2 separate regions of the Ovis aries genome follow, and region 2 is linked to region 1. The links are chromatin contacts, called in public Hi-C maps. All regions are on one chromosome and are shown on one strand. The core of a region is the stretch at or near the end of the contact, and the rest is flanking DNA. Distances in the headings are between cores, read along the strand shown.

The links. Hi-C and Micro-C count contacts between places; a contact is called where the count stands out from the background.
Region 2: a contact with region 1 is called in a Hi-C map of omental adipose tissue, with 2.1 times the contacts expected there. The contact joins the enhancer-like site here to the promoter of NBEAL2 in region 1. A contact is called at or near these places in 6 of 16 Hi-C or Micro-C datasets (blood, omental adipose tissue and retroperitoneal adipose tissue).

Annotation. Positions count from the first base shown.
Region 1 is chr19:52,543,987-52,549,730 of ARS-UI_Ramb_v3.0, reverse strand. NBEAL2 (neurobeachin like 2) reads left to right here and starts at 4,422. Exons shown (of 53, transcript XM_042236339.2): 1 at 4,422-4,544. The coding sequence starts at 4,494. CCDC12 (coiled-coil domain containing 12) reads right to left here and starts at 4,254. Exons shown (of 7, transcript XM_004018503.6): 1 at 1,819-4,254. The coding sequence starts at 2,184.
Region 2 is chr19:52,577,792-52,583,362 of ARS-UI_Ramb_v3.0, reverse strand. CCDC12 (coiled-coil domain containing 12) reads right to left here. Exons shown (of 7, transcript XM_004018503.6): 2 at 5,364-5,431. Among named protein-coding and RNA genes, the nearest start is that of CCDC12, 35 kb to the right of the region's middle. Within about 2 kb of position 3,037, at least 25 of the 54 cell types and tissues checked have an H3K27ac peak or open chromatin away from gene starts, as enhancers often do.

The DNA.
Region 1 (5,744 bases), core at 3,173-5,672:
AAATGGCCATAGGCACATGAGATGTTCAACATCACTAATCATCAGAGAAATGAAAATCAAAACTATAACCACAATTAGTATCTAATGGTAAATTTTGTGTTTATGTATATTCTACACAACTTTTTTTAAAGCAAAGGGAAAAAATAGGCTCATTTTTTCAGCCCATTGAAAGAATCCCTCTTAAAAGCTGAGTTTTGGACTTCTCTGGTGGCTCAGTGGTAAAGAATCCGCCTGCGAATGCAAAAGACATGTGGGTTCAACCTCTGATCTGAGAAGATCCCACATGCTGCGAAGCAACTTAAGCCCAGGTGCCACAATTATTGTGCCTGTATCCCAGACCTCCACAAAAGGAGAAGCCACCTCAATGAGAAGCCCTGCGCACCACAACTAGAGTAGCTCCAGCTTGCTGCTGCTGGAGATAAGTCCACTCAGCAACAAAGACCCAGCAGAGCCAAAAATAAATATATAGTTTATTTAAAGGCCAGTTTTCTGATAGCCTGGGCCTCCTTCCCATTGCAAGGGGCATTGAGGATGCTGTTTTGTTCTTTGTGTTCTGCCCTCAAACCCAAATTCCAATCATCTGGGCCCTAAATCTAAGCCAACAGCTCCAGTCGACTAGCTACTGTTTATAAAGTTGAGGTCCTGAGCATCCCTGGGCCACGAAGTTTGCAGAGATGACTGACAGGACCGAAAAGTTGCCAATAAAAACAGAAGGCAATTCTGCTGGCTTTCACTCTCTATTACTTCCCCTTCCTCTTTTCTAGCAGGACATCAGAGAGCCATGCAGAAAAGCAACAAACCAAAGCGACCTGCCCGACTCTTTTTTTAGTTGGAAAATGGCCTCCCTGTTTTCCCCAATCCCTTGCAGGTCTAGATAACATCCTTTGTATTTTGCACACTTGAGGACAAAGTTTTTGCCCATCCAAACACAGCAGAATAAACAACGTCCATCCTCCGTACTCTACAGTCTCCAGTGCTCTTGCATATAGATAATCTAACAGAGTAAATAATCCAGTGAGAACGAACGTTTAGGGGTTGTTATCCTCCACTGGAGACATGAAGAAACCGAGGCTCACGGAGATGAAGCAATTTGTTCCACATCTCACAACCCCAAGTGACAGGTCCAGGGTTCGCACAGAAGCAGTGAGCCTCAGAGTTCTCCTTTCCCTCGATTACTTCCGAGAGAAGAACAAAGTAGAAACAGAATCAGGCCATTTTGGCTTCAAACAAGACCAAGGAACAACGCTTCCAAGTCTGGCACCCAGTAGGACTACACAGTCCAGCCCCAAAGAAGAGCCTGGTAAACAACTAAGCGCCCGCCTCTTTCCCCGAAGTCTACCCTAAATCTAGAAATGGATCTTTCTTGTCGGGTTTCTGTACTCAAGGCTTTCAGCCGGGCGCTCAGAGTACACTCCGTACTGCCATTCTCCGAGCGCTCTGGCATACAGGCCGGATGGTCATGCGAAAACGTTAGACTCAGCGTGTTCAGACGCGAACAAACCACGCCTAAACCAATGACCATGAGAAACTCGTAGTGGCCCTGGAGTCCCATACGGAAAACACAGGAGCCAAAGGGACTGCGGAGCGACGACCACTGCCCTACCCGTCGCTACGCATGCGCGACAGCACCTGCGAAGGACAAACAGCTCTAGCAAAGCCACATGGACTGGGCTGGCACAGACGCAGTGCGCATGCTCGAACCGCGCGCATGCGTGACCTCGGCCGTTGCCTTTTCCCAGCAGCCCCCTGCCCTCTCGTCGCTATGGCGGATCCAAATGTTGGTTACCTCAGCCACGGCCCTCACAGGGCATTCCTCACCTTGCGTCCGGTTTTCTCCCGTAGGGCCTTCAGCCGTTCCTTTCGCCGCAACGCCTCTTCCTCTAATCGGCCCACACCGGCCGCAGTCGCCGCCATCTTGCCCACAGACAACCCCCCCTCAACCTTCTTTCGCCCCTCAGCGCGCAGGCCCAAGGTGTAGATGAGCCTCTCACGGCCAATCCAGGGACGAGAATGGAAGAGCAGGAAGACCCGAAAGCCAACCAATGGACCCGCCTTCTTCCTCCCTCGCGACTGTCCGAATCTTCGGGGCCGGTAAAGAAGGCTCCAAGGCTCGATTCGTCCAATGCCAATTAGGGAAAAAGCGGCAAGAGCAGCCAGACCTGAGTGAAGGAGGATAGAGCGCATCGATCTCTCTGGTTTTTACCTAGGCGCCACTTTGCAATTGGCTGACCCATCTTTTTCTTCTGAGTAAACTCCGGGAGTTGGTGATGGACAGGGAGGCATGGCGTGCTGCAGTCCATGGGGTCGCAAAGAGTTGGACACGACTGAGCTACTGAACTAACCCATCTTTGTCCACTTCTGATTCTTCAAGGCTCGAATGCCTTCAGGAAGGCTTCCCTGACTGTCTCCATTCCGACCCCAGATTAAGTGGTCTGCCTTTCCTTTCCTCTTAAGATACCAGTGGCTTCCTTGATACACTTGTTCATGGGCCCCTGGGCCCTTCTCTGGCCGCTGTCAGCTCAGACAGAGCCTAAGCAGAGCAGGGCTTGGCTGAATGACCATTTTCCTCTGGGTTCAAGGATGCTCCCCTCCCACCTCGAACCCCTCATGGGGTGGCAGAGTACCCGGAGCCAGACTACCTAAACTGAAGAAGAGCAAACCCCAACCTGGGCCCAGGGGGCCCCAAGAGACCACTCTGAGCTTAGTTCCTGAGAACTAAGCTGACAGTTGGTGTGGCCTTGGCCAATAGGTGCACCGCTCCGCAGCTGGAGCTGCCACGGTATCCTTTCAAGTTAATTAACATGGCCTGACAACCGACAACAGAGAGACCTCTTTGGCCGAAGTCAGTATCTTCTGATAGCCTATCCAGATTCCCAGAGCCACACTTCCTCCCACCTCCTGAGGAGAGGAGCCCATGCCCTCCTCTTCCCCCCACCACCCACACCCACACCCGTGACTTGTCTCAACAAGGCCGTTCCCCGCTTGTGGTCTCCCTTCCCAGTCTGACAGCAGGTGGACACCCACTCCTTCCTTCCCAGTTCCCAACAGAGATCTCCAGGGCCACACAACCCTATTTAGCCTGTCCCCACAAATGACCCTCTTGACCTCTGTACCCTGGGCCTTTTGGTGCCCTTCCAGGTATCCAGGTGATACACAATAGGAAGGTAGTCAGTGCTCAGGAAATGTCAGAAGTAGGATGGATGGGGTAGGGAAAAAGGCCAGAGTGGAGGAGATGCCCGTGAACCCACGAGGACAGCACAGGATGGGTATGGAGACAGAGTGTGTCTCCTCTTGGCCACCCAGGGTCTAGTGGCTTCCAGACTCAATTCCTCCAATTGATGGTAACTCTCTGGGTCCTGCAACCCCACCCGCAGCCCCCCAGCAGCCCCAATAGAGGGCCTTACCCTTGGCCAACAACAAGGGCCCTCCTCACTTCTCAGGGTGCTGGGGAAGTAGGGAAAGAAGGATGCCCAGGGGTGATGGTGGCACTGGTTCTGAAAACTGTCTGGCATCTGTCCCTGTTCATGCTGCCCAAATGGTCCTCATTTGGCCCATCGGGGCTTCAGTTTCTCTGCCTGTCAAACAGAGGCACGAGGCACCCTTTAGCCTTTATTCTCTTGAAGTTAAAACAAAAGATGTGAACCAAGTGCTGAACCCTGGAGTGAAGGCTGCCTCCACTTGGAGCATCTAGGAAGGCTTCCTGAAGGAGGGGATCCAGGCGAGGTGAAAGCTACTGCTAAACAGGTGGAGGAAACTGCTCGCCCAGAGCTATTTGAGTTTTGTCCTAGTTTTCTTATCCCCTCGCCCCACTCCACACTCCCGTCGCACTATTCTGCTCCACTAACAATAGGATTAAAAAAAAAAAAGGTGGCACTTCGGTCTCCGCATAAAGCACTTAGACCAGCACCTGGCACGTATAAGTTCTACAAGTGGTCATCACGGTTATTGTCCTCACAACTTGTTGAAGGACACTGCCCATCTACCCGCGGCCCGCAGCCCCTTCCCCCAAGCCCGCGAGCCTCTCCCTTGCACGAATGGTGGCCGTCCAGCCAGGCGGGCTGCGTGTCAGTCAGGTCTAGACCTGGGGCAAGTCTGGAATCCCAGACCCCGACCCCAGTCCGGAAGGCTCAGATTGGCCCTACCCGAGGCACTGGTAGCGCGCGGATTTGGGGGAGGGGTGCGGGGCCGCTGGGCGCCCTCCGGGCCGCCCTGACTTCAGGCTCCTCCTCCCGCCGGGCTCCCCGCCCTCTGCTCGGTCCCGGGAGGGGCGGGGCGGCGGTGGCAGCCGCCGAAGTGCAGGAAGCCGGGCGGCGGCCGACCGGGAGGAGGAGCGCGGCGGGGGCCAGTACTACTTCCCCCAGTAGTACCGGGCCGCTCCGCCCTGGAGTGACGCCCTCCGCCCATGGGCCTGGCCGAGGGCAACCGGCGGGCGGCGCGGAGGAGGAGGCGGTGGCGGCAGGTGGCGTGCAGCAGCGCCGGAGCCCGATCGGGCCATGGCCGCCTCGGAGCGGCTCTACGAGTTGTGGCTGCTCTACTACGCGCAGGTGAGCCCGCCCCGCCCCGCGCTCGCCGGGCCCCCAGCTCCGCGCGCCCGGCGCCTGCTGCACCTGCGCTCGGCGCAACCTGGGCCGCGTATTTGCGCGCGAGCCGGGGTTGCTCCGGCTCCGCACGCACGTGTGCGCCCCCGGCCCGCTGGTGCCTCTGGCGTTTACACCTTGGGGTCTGTCCTCGCGGGCGCGCGCCACGCTGGAGCCTCTTGGGTGCTGACTGGGTAGCATCGGTTGTGCCGGAGGAGAGGGGCCTGGACCAAGCCGGCCTTTATCTCTTTTACACATGGGGAAACTGAGGCCCCGGCGGGGGGTCCAGGTTGGGAGGCTTACTTTGCATTTGGGCTTGCTCCTCCTGACGGCTGTGCCCAGTTGGGTAGTCTTGGTCTACGGGTCTGAGTGGGCTTGGTGGGAGGTCACTACTTCTGTCTTGGGTCAACTCATCAGATCCGCTGCAGCGAACTGACCGTGGTGAGTTCCTGACCCCAGCCGGCCCCATCCCAACCCCGGGCGCGGAGGAGGGTGTGGGTTACCGGGGGTCCAGCCCAAAGAAAAGATTTTCTCTGGATGCTCAGGGTGGAGATGGGGAATGCAGACTAGCTGGGAGGGATGTTTGAAAGGGATGGAGGGATACCATTTTCTCCTGAGATTCTCATCCTGCCTCATTGACTACCTTAAGTGGCCTCAAGGTGATGGGAGCAACCCAGGTGTCCCCCAAACTGTATCGAACACATAGGGCCCCACTTTCCTTCTGTATCCACAGCAAGGAGAGAACCCAGGGCAACACCCCTCTGCCCTTCACCCAGCACCAACTTTCCTCCTTGCACCTGCCTCGCATCACACTCCTGGCTCAGGCGCACCTTGGGCACAATGGACTATTGTGTGCTCCTGATCTGGGCACTGGGGGGAAGTTCATGCTCGTATCAGCCGGCCCTCTGAGAAGAGGCTAGCCCACTGTCTCTCAGGACTGCAGGCTAGGTCTGGGGCCCCAGGGACCAGGAATCCAGCCCACAAAGGCCATAGCTTCTTGAGCCCGCTCGGGTGGTGAGAAACCCAGGCATCTGGCAGGAGGCAGTGAATAGAGTAGAGTCCATCTTTGGTGTGATTCAGAGCATGCATGCTGTTTACACCCTGAGCTCCATTTCCATATCTGTAAATTTGGCACAGTCCTGGCCTGGAGTGGCCTGGACTCTGCAG
Region 2 (5,571 bases), core at 1,788-4,287, 35 kb before region 1:
CACGCGGAGAGCACTCACTTTGTCTCTCTGGCACTCTTCCACTTGACAGCTGTGGGAACTGAGGGTCAGAGAGTTTGCGCCAGTCTTAGAGGGTCACACAGCAGTGGCTGCAGCATGAGACGAGGCAAGCTACGACCGCGAGCGAGGACCAGAGCTCTCGGGCTGAGTTACTCCTAAGAGAGAAACCAGCGCTGGTTCCCCAAGCCCGCCTCCCACTCACAGCCTTCGTGCCCCGGAGCCTCAGACACATGTGGCGAGGGTCTGGTGTGCTGGGAGTAGCCAGCCAAGGTTGAGCGAACAGGCATGGCAGTGTGCGAGGGCGGGAAAGCCACGATCCTCCTGGGCAGCCGTAAGTTCACACACCTCGCTCCTGCATGAGGGCTTGAAAATCGAGCAGGGCTGACCCCACGGCCTCTATGAAGGGGGAGCAGCCACGAGGAGCCAGAATCGCACACTGAGATTGGTCACCCATTGCGGTTGGTTGTTTTCCTCGCATCTTCTCGGGCAGGGCAGGCTGTACTAAGTGCTCCCTGGAGGCCTCCCTGGCTCAGCAGCTCATCAAATACCAAGCTCCACACACAGCAGCCCGCACACAGGCCGGGCCCTTGGCTAACTCCACAGGGCAGCAAAGAGAGAGAGGTCCTGGGAGCTGCTTCTTAATAAAAGCAAGACAGAGATACTGGGACAGACCTGCCACGCCCTGGGGGAGGCAGAAGTGCCCCCCACCCGCCAGCCTGTCAGCCAGATGGGACTAGATGTGGGTCCTTCTTCCCCACGAGCTCTTCTGAGCTCTCTGCACTGCTGGCCCCTCGGAAGTCCTGGGAACATTTCCCCAACAGGAGGCTTCCTGCAGTGTCTCACCTAGGGGACCCTGTGTCCGTGCCAGGGAAATGTGGCTGATTTCTCCAGCTGCGGCACAGGCAAGCTCAAGTGAAGGAGTCCAGAAGGTGTGTGTGGCTACACAAATCAGCACGGGGCATGGTCTCAACTCGGGGCTTTTGTGAGCCTCACCCGCCCTCAGCCAGGGCCCCATGGCCTGCAGTCCTGGGGCTTGGCTAAACCCCCATGTCCTGGGGCCATACCAGCCAGGCTGGTGTGGAAGAAGCCTGCTGCCCACTCCCAGGGTCTGCCTTCTCTATGAAGCAGGGACACCGCCCTGAATCCCATCCCCTAACGCCTGCCTCAGGCCGGGAGGTAAATGCCAGGTCCCTGAAGCACGCGGGGAAAGTGGGGCAGGATCGCTAACGCTGACTTTCATTTATAACAGGGTGGGGAGAAAAGCGGAAGAGAAACTGGGTGTGGGAAGAAACCTGCAGGGATTAGTGAGAATAAGAAACACCCGCCACTCTCAGAAACCGGCTCCAGGGCCAGGGTCCTGAGAGGAGGGGAGAGGAGAGTCCAGCGGGAGCTGAGCCCTGAGATCACAGCAGCCACACCCGAGCACCCCCTGGTGCCCAGGCTTCAGAAGGCTGGCCGGCATGAGGGGGACACAGCGGGGGACGGGGGGGCCAGAGGCATCAGCTGGTGGGCTGGCTGCTCAGCGACTACTGCCCCCACCAGCCGCGCTGCCTACCATTCCCCTATCCTCCCCTAGAGCTGAGCACTGGTCACACGGTCAAGAACACCCGGGTCCCAGTCTCTGTGGGACTACCCCATCCTGAGGTCCGATTTCCACACTTGTAAACAAGGAGGCCTGCTAGGTGTGTCCAGCTCTGTGGAGCACGGTTCAAGCCCTGATTCACTCAGCTGAGAGCTAATGAGGAGACTGACCCACACTGATGTCCAATTAACTGCTCCTCCCGCCCCACCCTGATTACTGCCAAATGGCGAAAGTCTCTGGACAGACTTCCTGGGGCACTTGGTGCTGCTCTAGGGTCTAGCCTTTCTAACAAAGGACCAAGGTTGAATTTCCTCCTTCTGCAACTTAAATTTAAAAAAAGGAGGCAGGGGCAGAATTCACTCTTCTGGAGGCCACTAGGGCCACACGCTGGTTCTGCTGCTCCAATTTTATGTTTTTAGAAATTTTTTGTCACCCCCATTTTGGAATGAAGTAGCTGCTCAGGGGAGGGGGTGAAAAGAGTTCCATTCTGCCAACACTGTGAAAGTGAAAGAGTGAAAGCCACTTAGTTGTGTCCGACTCTTTGCGACCCCATGAACTGTAGCCCACCAGGCTCCTCTGTCCATGGGATTTTCCAGAGAATGCTGAGGGTAGCTGTTCCCTTCTTCGGGGGATCTTCCCAACCCAGGGATCGAACCCGAGTCTCCGTCAGTGTAGGCAAATTCTTTACCATCTTTACCAGCCACCACCCTGGGCCCAAATCCCAGCTCTGATGCTTCTGAGACAGGACGGGAAGGCTCATGCTTTCACTGGCCTCCGTGTGAAAATCAAGGATTGCGTTTCTCTTGAGGCTGCAGATGATACAGACTGTGGACATCAACCCTGAACAGAGTGGTGCTCTGCAGAGCAGGGGTCAGATCTCACAGGCGTGTCCCACTGCTGCCCTGGAAGCCCCCTCCCAAACCCTGAGTGCTTTCTGCCTGTTAGGATGGCACGAAGGCAGACTGTCCCGAAGGCAGATGGGAAGGAACAGCCCAGCAGACACATGCAGCCTACAGAGGCTTCTTGCAATACTGCCCACGCAGGTGGCAAGTGGCCCACAGCATGGCAGGGATGTGCCTGTCACACACCAAGTGGCAGGGCGGGCCAGCCAGAGGACAGCCTCCCACGTCTCCCCAGTGAGTCCTGGAGCGGGAGTGACGCAACTCAGGGGCTGTGGGTGGGGGCCGCTCTCATCCTCACTGCCACGTTGCTCCCTGTCTGCTGAATCAAGCTCGCGTCACCGGTCTGTGAGACGCCCTGGTGCACAGCCACCATCCTGGGGACCCAACTGGCAGACAGGGGAAGGCCTGGCACTGACCAGCCTAAAGGGCTTGGGCACTGGGCCAGAGCTGGGCCGGGCCTCTGCTGGGGTGGGACCTCTCCACACAGGAGTTGCAGAACCGGTTCTCCATCCCCAAGAAGGAAGGTGAGTGGCCTACTTCCTTCTGCGGTACAAGACGCTCACCGAGGGGGAACCGCCATCCCTGAGCGGTGACTGCTCTGGCTGGGTGCTGACCACGATCTCAAGCCAGGGGCTGTGGGGGCTGAGGGTTTGGGGCTGGCTTGTTCAGACACTTAACAGGACACGCTCCTCTGCCCCGTGCCCAGTGGAGTGTGCAACGTCACTCGTTTCCTCCCACCTGGCTGGGTGGCCATGACTGTCAGGCACAAGCCCTACCCTCGACATACCTCCACGGCACACACCAGCCGACTTGGCATCAGGAGGAAGTGACTGAGGGCTTACGAAAAACACAAGCAACTGACATGAGTGTCCCTTTCTGAGGCCAGGTCTCCAGGGCTGTGGGGTCACCTCTTCTCTAGGCGGCAAGCAGGGAGGCTGTGTTAGAGATGAGCCACGAGGGAAGGAGGGCTGGGAGAGGAAAGACCCAGCCCAGAGGAGAAGCAGGGGTCCTCCTGGGGGTGGGAACATGTCTTTCCTTCACACAGTGCCTGGTCGGCCTTTGGGGAACTGACTCTCAGTAAATGGGGATTTGGTTGTAGGGGAATGGGGCAGGATTTATCCTGAAGAGAGTAAGAAAAAAAAAATGTTTTTCAGGTATTCTGAGTTATAGATTCCATGTAATACAAATTGAAACTCTAGCAAACTTTTTATTTATATTAGTTTATCATTATTTTTAACAAGTAGGCAACAATAGACACATACACTTATATGATGACGACGTTCTGAAATTTCAAGAGGAACTGGCATGAGACAGTGTGCCCCTCCCACCTTCTCTGAAATACCCACAGATGGGCCACTAAGGACTGGGTTAAGATAACAGGGAGGGTACCACATCCAGAAAGCCCCCCCTTCCTCTCCCACTTTCCACAGCACGTCACTGTCCCCCTCTGTCACCTTCAGCAAGCTTTTAAAATAGATATTAACAAGCTGACTCTAAAATTTATAAGGAAAGCCAAAGGAACTAAAACAGCCATGATTCCTAAAAGGTCTCTGTGGACAGATGGGCCAGAGGACGGGCAGAGAGGAAGGTGGGTGATTCCCCAGCAAGGCTGGTGAGGGGTGAGGTACCGGGGTGCCTGCCTCTCGTCCTGCTGGACTTTCCCATTTCCTCAGCCGCCACCCCTGACCCTGCACTGTATCTGGGCAGACGACTGAATCTGAGAAATGACTCAGGCTCCAGGCAGCAATCAAAAACCTGAGGATAAACCCAGAGGAAACCAAAGGGTCTCTCAGCAGTTACCACAGAAAGGAGAAAACTGCAGGCACCCACCGCCAAGCCCCTGAGCCTGTGGTCACTTGGCAAATAAAAAGCAACAACCTGGCCTTTGTCTCTGTCACCAGCGCAGGCTGCACAACGTGCTGGGGGCGCTGAGCCCCAACGAGAAACCACAGAGCCCAGAGCTGGGGTGACCAGGTCCCTGCACCAGCATGGAGCATCACCAGCCTCCTCAGCACAGGGCCGTCGCCATCTCTGAAAACAAGTGAGGTGGCGAGACCCCAGGGCCTCCGTGAGGACGGTGTGAACACACTTTGCAAACTGTGAAGTCACACACGTGCAGACACACCTGTGCCCCTGTGGGCTTGAAAAGGCCCCATCTCGTGTGAGATCGGAGCCTGAACACAAAGGCGCGGACGAGGCGCCGGCCCCCGGGGGAGGCTTCCACTCACCCTGGCGGAGGAGGCCAGGGCAGGCTGCGGTGTCGGGAAGTCGCCGGCCGAGCTTCCTCTGGGGGGCACCCTTCCAAAGCACAGCTCACTGGGATAAGCTTTCTCAGGGCCTCAGCAGCCAGTCCCGGGGACTTCCCTGGTGGTCAGTGGCAGAGGCTCCGCACTCCCAGTGCAGGAGGCCCGGGGTTCAATCCCTGGTCACGGAGCTCCAGATCCATATACTGCACGTAGGACCCAGCGCAGCCCAATAAACACACGTTAAGGAAAAAGAAAAGCTCCAGTCCTCACAGGGAGCAGGAACCCAGGCTGACGGCTGGAGCAGAGCCTGACACACCAGGGAGAGTCTGGACCTGATTCTGGGGTTGCTGCAGAACCATGCCACCCCAAGTATTTCAGAAAAGAGTGAGGAGACATAATGTGAGGGGTCTGGTGGCTAAAAAAATGGCCGGTGGCTGAGAGTCAGATAGCCAGTGAGGGCAAGGGTGCAGAAAAGGTCCCAACAGTAAGACTGTCCTGTCTGAACAAAGTGGCCATGGGGTGGAGAGGCAGCAACAGGACAGATGTGGACAGGATGATGCTGGGACGACGCGGAAACCGACAGGTACGGGAAGAGAGCTGAGTGCGAGGCGTTACCTGTGCTTCTCGCCTTCCTCCTCCCCTTCTCTGAGCTGCTTGGTGTTTGGCTCCCCGTCTTCCTTGTCCTGCAAAGGAAGGGAGAGAGACCACTGCTCAGATGAACACCCCTCCTTCCAGTCCACACTGCCCAGGCAGCTAACGGAGAATAGGACAGCCTGGCGAGGACCAGCCTGGGGTTCCGCCAAGCACACGCCTGCTGTAGCTG